Regions from separate parts of the Mus musculus genome. Here region 2 is linked to region 1. A link is a contact called in public HiChIP or PLAC-seq data. All regions are on one chromosome and are shown on one strand. The core of a region is the stretch at or near the end of the contact, and the rest is flanking DNA. Distances in the headings are between cores, read along the strand shown.

Region 1 (6,120 bases), core at 2,268-4,767:
ACTAGGAAGAAACTCAAGGTTTCTACACCAGTGCTGGTACAGGTGGGCAAATAGCAACCTTATCTGCTCATCACCAAGCTAGTGGGAAACCCCACATGTCCTTGAACAGGTGACTGGCACATTTGTATACTAAGAGACTGGGAATAAAAAGCAATGAATTACTGATACATGTCACCACTTGGTTAGCTCTGCCAAAGATTGCACTGAGAAATCAGCATCTCCAAAATCACATGAAACATTCTGTTTAAAAGATATTTAGTATGAGCACACACATGCCAGTGGCCATGGAGGCCTGAAGAGGGCAGAAGATCCCCAAAAGTTATAGATGATTGTGTGCCACCCAGTCTGGGTGCTAGGATCTAAACCCAGGTCTCCTGGGAAAGCAATCCCTCCATCTCCCAAGTGCTTGGATTATAGGTGTGTGCCACCATGCCTAATTTAGTTAGTGTGAGGGATTGGACCTGTGATTCTGTGCGTCTTAGGCAAAGATTCTATCAAGTGAGCTATGTACCCAGTCCCACAGTAACATTTTTAATTGGGGTGGGGGTGGGGGGGAAGGAAGCTTGTCTAGGGTTTGGTTCAGTGGTTTGTGGCAAGCCCTAAGTTCTGTCCCTAATGATGTTTTAAAATAAATAAATAAATAAATAAATAAATAAATAAATAAATAAATAAATGTTTTTGCTTTTCAAGATGGAGAGACCTGTCCTTATGAGTTTATAGTCTCTAATGTATCCTGGCATCATCTTCCTGGTTCTTTGTCCTGATTTTCCTCAGGGAAGAAACTGCTGACTAGTCAGCAAAGGGCCACGCCATGACTTCATTTCCTCATTTCCCCATCCCTGTCACCCCAAAGGTTGGTATTTTATTTTTCTGGAGAGCTGGAAGGGGTGACTGAGAGAGGGAAGAGCATCCTGGCTCTGCACCCCTACCTCCCAGCTCATCCCTCTCCTCCTCCCTCTCTACAGTGGTCCCCAAGGATCACATCCTGCACTGTGCTATAGGAGTGACCACTCTAGCAAAGCAGCAGCCCAGATGTTTCCTGTCCCCACAGCTGTCCCCTCTGTCTCCTCGCCTATGGCCCCACAGAGACTGTTTTTCTAAAACCACCTGCCAGGGAAGGCACTGACCCAGGAAAGCCTAGTGGCAGAGGATAATCCTGCAGGCCTATCCTGAGAAGGCAGCCAGTGTCACCTGCTCCCCACTGTGTCTGTGCTGGTCAGCTCTGTGCCAGGGGCTGTCCACAGCAGTGGCAGGGGACAACCACACTCCCAGGCAGCAGCTAAAGGATTGAGAGTAAAATCTATCAGGGTCCTCTCCTCCCATGCAATCTCACCCTCTATTCAGCTTCTCTGGAATTGCCATGTCTAGCTCTGCCCTGGGGCAGGTTTGGAAGCTTCTGCTGGCTGAAGGAAGCAGTCCCTGTCCCAGGCTGGACTGGGCTCCCTAGCAAGGATAGAGAAAAGTACAGGCAAGAGAAACAGCTTCTCTTCTTTCCCTTCCCAGCATACTCCTGAGGAGGGGGCATCAGGGACTTGGGTTCCCCAGCTCAGCCCTGGAACTATTTCCTTTCATTACAGAAGCGTGTAATTTGCCCTGGGAACTAGGAGAAGTCTGAGGCGGAAAGGATCCAGCGTCCCAGAGTTTGCCTCTTTTTAGGGTTCAGAAAACAGTGTCTCAAGAGGAAGGCCCCTGAGGCCTCATTTGGGGGATTCTCTGGTCTTCTGTCTCATATCCTTTCTGCTGAGACAAGCTTCACACACCAGATTCTCTACCCTCCCTCAAGGTGGGTTACAGATGCTGAGGTCCTTTCCCCGAGAAGCTAGCCCTCTGAACTCTAAGTCCCTCTTTCTGTATAAGGGTTAGTCATAAAGGAATTTTTATCAAGGTCAAAGACACCCGCCTCCCCTAACACACACACTCCAGCAGAGTCCCACCCCACACGTCACAGAGAGGCCAATGAGAACCCAAACAGCCGTGCCAGGTCCTCCTCGGTCATCATTCTGTCAGGCCATTTTTCCGTATGCCTGTTCCTTCTTCATCAACCCCACATAAAGGTGGAGAGTTTCTCCTGGGTCTTTGGGTCTTCCATCTGAAGGTTCGCACATCACATAAAACTTTGATGAGGCCAGGCGTGGTGGCACATGCCTTTAATCCCAGCACTCGGGAGGCAGAGGCAGGCAGATTTCTGAGTTCGAGGCCAGCCTCGTCTACAAAGTGAGTTCCGGGATAGCCAGGGCTATACAGAGAAACCCTGTCTCGCCACCCCCCCCCCCCAAAAAAAAAAAAAAAAACCACGTTGATGACATAAATCTGTTTTGTTTCATTGACATGCCTTTTGTTTTAACAAAGGGCGAGGACAGGGAACTGAGAGTTGTCTGGATGCAAATATGGGCCAGTCTTAGTAGATGAATGGCCTGGTGAGCTGGGTGAGCTGCAATGGTCAATACGGAAAGCAAAGGGCTTCCTTTGGGCTCCTCTGAGTTGTGTTTGGAACGTGGAGGTCAAACGCTGAGATTCTTCACATCAGCCTGCTCTACTCTTGACCCTCAGAAGGGGCCTCTGGGACAAAAGCATCCAATCAGGAACCAGTTAGGTTGATAGTTCTCAACTCAAGGCAGTTTTGTCTGTTTGTGCATCTGGAGACAGTTTTTGATTATACCATGAGGGAGGGTGTTGTTAGCACCTACTGAGTGAAGGTCACATGTGCTGCTAAAACATCCTTCAGCACAAAGAATTGGCCTCCGGCAGAGTCAAGGTTGGGAGGCCCTGATCTAGATAAACCAGTTCCTCTGAGGTTTCAGTTCTGAATTCCTCTTTCCTCTTCTATTCCAAAAGGAGGAATGAGGCAAGCTAGATTTCTAGCATTTGGGAGGCTGAGGCAGGAGGATTAAGAGTTTGGTATTCTGCAAACTCTACAGGGAGCCAGAGGTACCTAAAATTGTACTGGAGGGATATCTCAAGTGTAGCCCACTCCACGAGACTCAGGCAGACTCAGCCAGGATCCAGCAAAAGAGAAGGAAGAGAGAGGCTTCTCACCGGAGGCATCTGCTCACCCTTCCCCCTCCACTTCAGCATCAGAGAGTGAGGACCAGGTAGGAGCTCATGACAATGTGTTCCTTATCAGACTAGGGGATACTAGTTTTCTGCCACTCCCACCTGCTTACCACTCATGGTCCCTAAACCGGAAGATCTGACCAGTCAAGAGGATCCTGGGAAGTAGGCCTGGCTTGTACCCTTACTAGATTCTAGGACATTCCAACCAAAGCCCTTCTCTGGATCACTCCACATGCATAAAGACATACAGAAGCACCGTGTTTACCAGGTGGTTCTCAGGATCAGAACAAACAGACAGACAGTACCTAAGGCAAGGCATGCAGGGGCCCATGGGGGTGGGGGTGGGGGTGGGTGGGTGTGTGTAGGTAGTGGGGGAGGGAACACTGAGCGGAAGGCTGTGTGAGTCCCAGCTGGCACTCCCTTTTGCTTATTCACCTAATGACGCCATCCTTCCACCCTTAGAGAAAACAGTCAGAAAGATAACTTCCCTGTGCAACAAGAGCAGACGGCACTGTGGCTCGGCTCCTGTGGCACTGTGGCTCGGCTCCTGTGCCTTGCTTCTGCTCCATGTTATTACCCTCTCAGGCTCCAGGGGAAACCCTTCTGCAAACGTTCACAAGGTCTCATCACAGCACTGATGAGAAGCAGCCAGCTCACTGCAGTAAAAAACCCTGGAACTCAGGAAGACTAAGGATCTTACTGAGGCCCTGGCTGGTTAGTGGAGAAACAAACCCAGGCCCTTGAGCTTTTCTCTAGATGCTACTACGGCCATGTTCCTTTCATTTAGCTTCTGGCTGCCTGGTGCTTCTGCCAGAAGCTGTTCTGGGACACATGTGATGGGAACCAAATTGCAATCGATCCCAATTGACTTTAGTCAATCAATATTTGCCCAGTGTTGGGGTATCAGGCTATCCGTGATGTAGGTGGGGAGCACACTGTTTAACCATTTCTAGATTTCAGTTTCTTCCTAAGGACGGTCATGTTACCTTGTTAGATGAAACTGTATGTGTGCTATACACCGCTCTTGAATATGATCACCTGAAGGTATTTGTCCAGTTGTCTTTCTAGAGTGGGAAAAATAATTCAAATAAGGCCTGACTCTGTAGGGAACCTAATAGTAGATGGGATTCTTGGTGAGTTAGTGGGTATGTGGTGCCTGCACACAGATGTACAGGTGGGTATGCCTATGCACACACATATGGAACCCAGAGTAAGATATAGGGTGGATTTTTTTTTTTTTTTTTTTTTTTGTAAAAACAAGCTGTGTGCTGTGTAGCCCTGGCTGTCTTAGAACTTGCTCTGTAGACCAGGCTGGCCTTGAACTCAGAGATCTGCCTGCCTCTGCCTCCTGAGGACTGGAATAATTAAAGGCAGTGCACCAGGTGGCATCAGGTCTTTTCTATTGCTCTCAGCTTTACTTCCATTGAGATGGGGTGGCAGTGAACCAGGAGTTCACTCTTGTGATGAGGATGGCCATCAGCAATCAAGCTTGCTGGATTCATCTGTCTCTGAGAACCAATGCTGGGGTTGTTTGTTATGTAGGGGCTAGGCACTCGAACTTAGGTCCTTGTGTTTGCAGAGCAAAAGTTCATACCTATGTAACAATCTTCTCAGCCCCCTCTTTTAAGATTTATTTATTTGTGTGCATGTGCACACAGACTGGTCCACATGGAGGGCCCAGCTTTCTGGAGTCAGTTCTCTCCTCTTACCATATGAATTTCAAGTGGAATTTAGCTAGGTGGTCAGTCTCAACAGCAAGCAGCTTTATCCACTGAGATATCTTGCCAGCACTGTATTGGTGTTTTGGTTTTTTTCTTGTTTTTTGTTTTTTCCTTGCTAAGGACAAACTCACCAAGAATTCTACCTACTATTAGACAAACACCTTCAGGTGATCATAACCAGGAGTGGCTCACACCATACATACTGCTTCATGGAACAACGTAACATGGCTGTCCTTAAAGTCTCATTCTGTAGCCCAGGCTAACCTAGAAATCACTATGCAACACACACTGCCCTCAAACCTGCAGCTTCTGCCTCAGCCTCTGGTGTGGTGGGGTTCCAATTACAAGCCAGCCACCATGCCCACTTAGCAGACAAGATTTTGGAGTCACAGGATAAAAGGCAGAGGAGTCAGAAGAGGTGTGTAACAGAGGGACAGATGAAAAATAGGTCACCTCTATCCCTGGTGACTCCAACAGGCGAATGAAATATCCAGGAAAGAAACTGATTTACTTCCAGGCCAGAGAGATGTCTCCGTGGGTAAAGGCACTTGATGTGTGAGCCTGAAGACCTGAAGTCAATCCTTAGAACTCATGGAAAGTGGGGGAGAGAGCCAACTCCACAAAGTTGTCATCTGGCCTCTATCCACATGGGTGGCATACACACACACACACACACACACACACACACACACACACACACAAATATTTGTCAGTATTGGCAAATGAGTATGAGGTGGTAAGAGATTTCACTGGTGCTGTTAACTGAACCATCGGCCTCATGACACCAAAACTGTCTGTGCCAGTCACCTTACTCTAAAGGCGGCGGGGGTGTGGGGAAGAGAAACGAGGAGGAAGATGGGCGAGAAACAGTGAAACTGAGTCCAGCTGATCCTTGCGCGTACTTTACATTGGAAATGGCCAACAGAGTCAACAGCAGGGCTTGTTTAACTTGAACTTCTAGGTCCTATGCCCAGTTTGAGATTCAGCAGGTCAAGGATTTTACAGTTCAGACAAGTTCCCAGCTAAGACTGAGGCTACTAGCCAGGGCCATGTTTGGAGAAGCCCTGATATAAAACACTTTTATGGGCAGCCAGAGTATCAATTTGCAGAGTCCTTCCTTAATACCTCACTCTCCAACTGCTCTGCTCTGCCTCTGGAGTTAGAAAAGGGAGATGAATATGCTTAAATTCCAAACATCATCCTGACCTGGGCGCGGTGGCACATACCTCAAAGTCTAGCACTGGGGAGCCTGAGGCAGCTTGGGCTACTGTCTGAGGCAAGACTGTCTCAAAAGTGAAATAAGACATTAAAACCTGAGCATCAATTCTACAAGAATTGGACAGAG
Region 2 (5,731 bases), core at 478-2,977, 190 kb before region 1:
ATGTTCAGAAACTGTTTATTGAGACCTTTTGACCTTACCCCCTGGCTCTCTGAAATTCTACCCTTTGGCCCCATCTTCTCTAATCCTCTAAATACTTAGGCATAGTCCAGCCCTCCAACCTTCCCTGGCATTGACATAGCCTCCCTGCTCCCTGTCTTTGTCATTGTCTTCCTCCTCCTCCTCCCTCCTTCTCCTCCCCCTCCCCCTTTCTTTTCCTCCTCCTCTTCTAGAGAGCATGTCTCACTCCGTGGCTGGCCTAGAATTCATTGGGGAAACCAGGCTGATCTTGAACTTATAGTGATCCTCCTGCCTCTTCCTCCTGAGTGCAGGCCCTCCCCACCACGCCTAAGCCTAGGTTTTCCTAGTTACTCATGGAACAGGACAGGTATCCTCTGTCCCAAATCCAGAGGCTTGGCTGTAGGCACTCTTTGCAGCCCTTCAGCTTGTAGCAGCCACAGCTGCATAAAACACTCATTCCCAGAAAAATCTCCATGCCCTGGTAGGGAAGGTAGCAAAGAGCTGGTAGGCCCTTGTGGGATGTCAGCCACCCATAAGTCACTCTCATGTGGCTGTGACCTCAGGACTCTGTCTTTTAGAAGAAAACTGTCCTCTTTCCAACACCACATTCTCCTCAAAGCAGCCTTCTCAAGGGCACCCAGATTGCAGAAGCTATGTGCCATATCTGCTAAAAGAACAGAGGGCAAGGACCTCTTTGATGTAGTCCCGGCAGAGCACCGGAAGCAAGGATAAAAAGGCCCCAGCATAAGAAGGCTGACCCTCAGCCCACCCCAGCGTTTTTGTGGCGTGCTTTAAACAAACAAAAGGTTTATTTATATTTAGCTTGTGTGCACGCGCGAATTTCGCCCACAGCTGTGTGTATCTAACACATATGTTCTTGGCACCATGGATCAGAAGGTGTCAGATTCCCTAGAACTGGAGCTATAGACAGTTGTGAGCAGTCATGCGGGTGCTGGAAACGGAACCGGGGTCCTCTGCAAGAGCAGTAACTGCTCAGGACTGCTTAACCATCTCTCCAGCGCCCCTGGTGGTGGTTTTTGACCCCTGACGTTAGACAGTGTGGGAGAATGATGTTTGACCTGGGTTCTAAGCCTTGTAGGACTTTGGGCTTCTTCAGTCTCCTTTCTGAGACTTAGTTTCCCCTTGTGTAAACCGAGACCTGACTTAGCATTGCCTATCTGCAAAGCTTCTTAGTTGATTCACTTGGCCAAAAAGGACAGAGTTGTTCCTCTTCATAGTGGAAGAGGGATGCTATGTGGGAAGGAACTCTTCCTCCAGGCCATGGAGAGGCAGAGATGGGGGAAGGGATCAGGGAGATATTATCAGGTAAGTGACAATTTCACACTCCATAAAAGAGAGGAGAATAGGCGAGGCCCTGTGCCCTGAGATCGCACATTAGCTCTTAGGTGCTAGGCGCTGCCCCCACTACCCTCCCCCCACCCCCCGAAATTGGCACTCAGCAGGTTGGGTAGAGACAGAGACCTGTCCGGTGTGGTCCAGGCTAAAGGGCCTCACCCTGTACTTAGTTTAGGGCCAGCTTATGAGGGGAACAGGAAGAAGCACAGGCCTTAGTTCCCAGAGTGGGAGAAAGGGGTGGCCCTGGGACAGAGGGAGAGCAAGGGATTGGCAGTGACTGTGGGCAGGGCCGGTCCGGACAAAGGCGGAGTCAACTTGTACACGTGAAAAACTCTGGCTGGGGCCCGGCTTTTGCCTTCCTCCTCCTCTTACCCACCTTCCTGCACCCCTCCCTTCTCCCTTCTCCCGCAGCTCAGGTTACAGCTTCTTTGGGGGGAAAACCGCTCACCTTTCCAGGGCCAGGAAGAGCCAGGGTCCCGAGTAGGGACCCCGGCGGGGCGCGGGGCAGGGCACCTAAGCCTGGCAGCGCGGCCGCGGAGGGCGGGAGCCGGCTCGCCACGACCGGGACACGCGCAGAGTCCGCCGCGGCGGCCAGAGAGGGGCACCGCGCCGGGCAAGCTGAGCAAAGGTAAGCCGGGCGGTCCTTAAAGGGGCCGACTGCCTTTGCGCTGGAGATTTGGGCAGAATTCCCCAGCTGCCATAGGCGATGGGCGCTCGGCAGGCGCGCTTGCGTTTTATTTTTTTATTATTTATTTATTTTTTTGGTGTGTGTGTGGGGTGAAGGATGCCCTGGGAAAGCCACTCCCAAGTTCCAGGTGCTGAGGCAGAACGCGTGCCCCGCGGGGACTCTGGATCCCGGACTCCCTTTGGCCCTGACCTCCGTCGGAACCCTACAAACGCAAAAGTTCCCCTCCCAGGCACAAGCCAGACGCTAAGTGCTTTCCTTATGGGAAGGACAAGGGTCAGGAGTCCCGATAACGAAGGGATTCAGGAGAGTGTAGGGCCAGATTGCCACCTCGAAGAGCTTTCTGGGCTTTCGTGAACTTTCCAGCCCCACAGGCCATGGGTGGTAGGCCAGAGACCTGGGGAAAACTGAGGACAGGTGAAGCCCCGAGCGCTGGCTGCGTGGTGAGGAGAGTCGCTAGGGAACGTGTCTCTTCTCTTGGGCTAAGTCCAGAGAAGCAATGATCCTCCCCTCCTGTGGACAGCGGTTGATAGCGTGTGGGAAAGGAGGGTGGGTGGCTCGCTCTTCAAACGCATGGCTTGACTGCTCTGTTTGGAGGTCACAAACAGGACTCTGAAAATGGGGTGGGTCAGAGGCTCTGTTCCACGCGGTTGGGGGACAGGCCCCTGATGGCCTTGGGGTTGTTTTCCCTGTACTGAGGGGTCAGCACCCCTCTAGGCTCCAGCGGCCTCATATATTTCTCTTAAGCTTTCCCAGGAGCAGGGGTAGAATTGTGGGATAGGGGCAGTCCTCAGAACCTTCTGAGTTCTGGCTGCTGCCATCTGCCCCTCTTTGTCATCCCAGCTCGGCCTTGAGCAATCTTCCCCAGCCTACCCAGCTGTGTTGTGTGGCCTGGGCCCCGTGGGTCGCAAAGCCCCCACCCTATCAGATGTGAGATTCAATGGAGGCACATAGCCCACAGTGAGGCGGGGTAGGTGGGGATCCAAATCCTTGTGTCTCAAGAACGCATGTCTTTGTCATGCCTTGGGCCTGGGATAGCTTCTGGGGTGTGGCCAACAGGCAGCTATGCCTGTGGACTTGGGCTGCATCGGAGGCTCCCTCTGCCCCAGCTCCTGTCTCCAATCTCTGCAATGTGCCAAGCAAGGTGTCATAATAATGTTATGATAGTTCATGAGTGTTATGATCACTAATGCACTAGCCAAGGAACAGACTGGGGGAGGGGTGGGTGAGAGTGATGTAACGGGTTCAATCCGGTCTACATCTATCTGACCCCAAGCCCGGTCCCAACTCCTGCTCTTCCTGGGCTGGAATTCCCAGGGAGGACAGGGGTAGTTCTCTAAGTAATCAGGCTCCCCAGGCAGACCCAGGCTTTACCAGAGGGACAATAATCTGAGAAACAAGTGGATTCCTAGTCTGGGATTGTTCGGGGAGGGGATAGCTGCCCTGAGATCCAGAGGGAATGGGATTGTGTTTCTCTCCAAACCCTGTGTTCTCTGTCAGTTAATTGATCCTGCTCCCAGGGGAAGAGGCCGCTCTTCATAGGGAAAAAGCCTGGCTTGGGTCTTCTGACTCCTACCTCACTCTAGCCTTCTCTTCTGCCCCTCCTCCTCTTCCTCTTCCTCTTTCTCCTCCTCTCCCTTCTCTTCCTCCTCTCCCTCCTCCTCCTCCTCCTCTTCCTCCTCCTCCTCCTCCTCCTCCTCCTCCTCGTCTTCTTCCTCCTCCTCTCCTGATTCCATCTTTCCTTCTCTGAGTTTGGGACCTGAAGATGAGAAAGGATGGTCAAATCTAAGCCATTTCTAGAATCCTCCTATTGATTTTGTGGCTCCCAGCAAACTCTCGAACTTGCTCAGTGTTCTGTTTGGAGAGGGGCTCCTGGTAGGGAGGGCTGTTATTGTATAACACATGGAAGCCGAGGTGATCATGTGGTGGTGAGGCCTGGGAAAGGCGATGTCCTAGTCATACCCCGTGGCTGACTCTGGGGCGGAAGACCATGAAACCCCGGCAAGCCAAGGCCTTGGCTAGAAGTTTCCCCCCTTTTGGTTGGAGAGGAGAGTTCTCTATAAGAAATGGGTGGGTGGGTGGGCTGAATGGAAACATGTCAGGAAAGGCCAGCAGTCTGTGCCAGGTACTAAGCCTTCTGGGTACTGGTGGGTCAGGTAGGCTGCAGGACTTTGGCAGGACCCTGCGCCTGGGGTAAGAGGACCCTTTCCTGGGACTTAATTATTTGCAGTCCTTGTTCTGCTCTGCTGTCCACAAGGGACTGACTGGCTGAGTTCCAGGTCTACCTGCTTAGCTCCACTCCTTTGGGAATAAGTCACATTTCTTTCCCTGGGCTGTGTGTCCCCCAGTAACCCTTTCTCTCCTCTTCCCTGGACCCTTCACCTTCGCTCTCTAGGCATTCACTGCTGAGCTGGCACTTTCCCATCTCAGAGGGTAGGAACACACCAAGGTTAGCACTGGCTCCTATACCTGAGTGTGCTCACGTACACACACACACACACACACACACACACAGACCTAGACCCAGAGGCTGTATATCACTATAGGGCTGGAGGCCAGACCCAGCAGGCCTGTGGCAGAGTATCAGGGGGAAGGACAGAGGATCCGGGTGCATTTCAGCCTGGTCAGTCTGCTGGAGCCGTGTGCAGAATGTTCCGAAGGCCCTGTCAGCTGAGGGGGTGGGATCGGGAGGCAGGGTCTGAGGTTTGGCTTTGGATTGAAAAGGGTCCCAGAGCTGCCTGGTAGCAAGCAGGACCCTGGTAAGTCAGGACACACTTCCAGGGAAGACACTGGCCCAAACTTTCTGGGTATGTACACCCTGGATATGCCATGCCCTCCTTTTGACTCAGGGTCTCTCCTCGTTGTCCTGGTTGTCCTCAGAATGCAGGCCAGGCTGGTTTTGAACTTACAGAGATCCACTTGCTCTCTACCTCCCAAATGCTAGGAGACTAAAGGCAAGTGCCATCATGCTGGGCTGACTCTTATTTATTTATTTATTTATTTATTTATTTATTTATTTTTAATTATGTGTGTTTAGGCCAGAGGTTGGTATTGTCAGATATCTTCTTAATTATGCTTATGGCTGTTTTGTTTTGTTTTGTTTTGTTTTGTTTTGTTTTGTTTTGTGTTTTAATCTTTCCTTGAGACAGGCTCTTGCTGAGCTTGGAGCTCATCCTTTTGGTCAGGCTAACTGGCCAGCCACCTGTCCTTGGGCTCCCCTGTTTCTGCTGCCTATTAATGGGGTTACAGGGCTGCACTGACCTTTCCATAGATGCTGGGGATTTGAACTCGTCCTCTCCCCACCCCCACCCCTACCCCCATTAGCTGATGTGTTCCTTGGGAACAGGCAAAGTGGGAAGAATGGCCCCAAATGGCTGGTTGACTTTTCTTGTTCACTATTTACAAGCGCATGTCTCCTGCCAGCCGCTGGTGGGGGCCGAGGCTCAGTGAGTATAACCCTGCCCCTGCCACTCAATAGCTGGTTGCCTTTGGGTCAGCAATTTGCTCCCCCGCAAGCTCCAACTTCCCAAATTTAAAATGGTTCATGTGGTTTTGAGGATTGCAGTGAGGTCATGTCTCCCATAGGCCTTAGCTTCTTGCCTTACCTGATGTCATCATGGAGGGCCGATGGTGCATGGAGTCTTTTCTGACGGCAGGATCTCTGTAGTAGGG

Evidence for each region. HiChIP or PLAC-seq counts read pairs in DNA pulled down with a chosen protein or histone mark.
Region 2: a contact with region 1 is called in an HNF4G HiChIP or PLAC-seq map of pancreatic cancer cells. The contact joins the promoter of Cdk18 here to the enhancer-like site in region 1. A contact is called at or near these places in 2 of 39 promoter capture datasets (the SN4741 cell line and neural stem cells), 1 of 484 Hi-C or Micro-C datasets (Sertoli cells), 3 of 115 datasets of contacts at active chromatin or transcription factors (bone marrow-derived dendritic cells, embryonic stem cells and pancreatic cancer cells) and 2 of 9 other capture datasets (liver and pancreatic islet).

Annotation. Positions count from the first base shown.
Region 1 is chr1:131,943,253-131,949,372 of GRCm38.p6, reverse strand. No RefSeq gene overlaps it. Among named protein-coding and RNA genes, the nearest start is that of Slc45a3, 17 kb to the left of the region's middle. Within about 2 kb of position 3,517, at least 20 of the 459 cell types and tissues checked have an H3K27ac peak or open chromatin away from gene starts, as enhancers often do. A contact at or near this core is called in pancreatic cancer cells, where this site is marked.
Region 2 is chr1:132,135,681-132,141,411 of GRCm38.p6, reverse strand. Cdk18 (cyclin-dependent kinase 18) reads left to right here and starts at 1,727. Exons shown (of 16, transcript NM_008795.2): 1 at 1,727-2,002.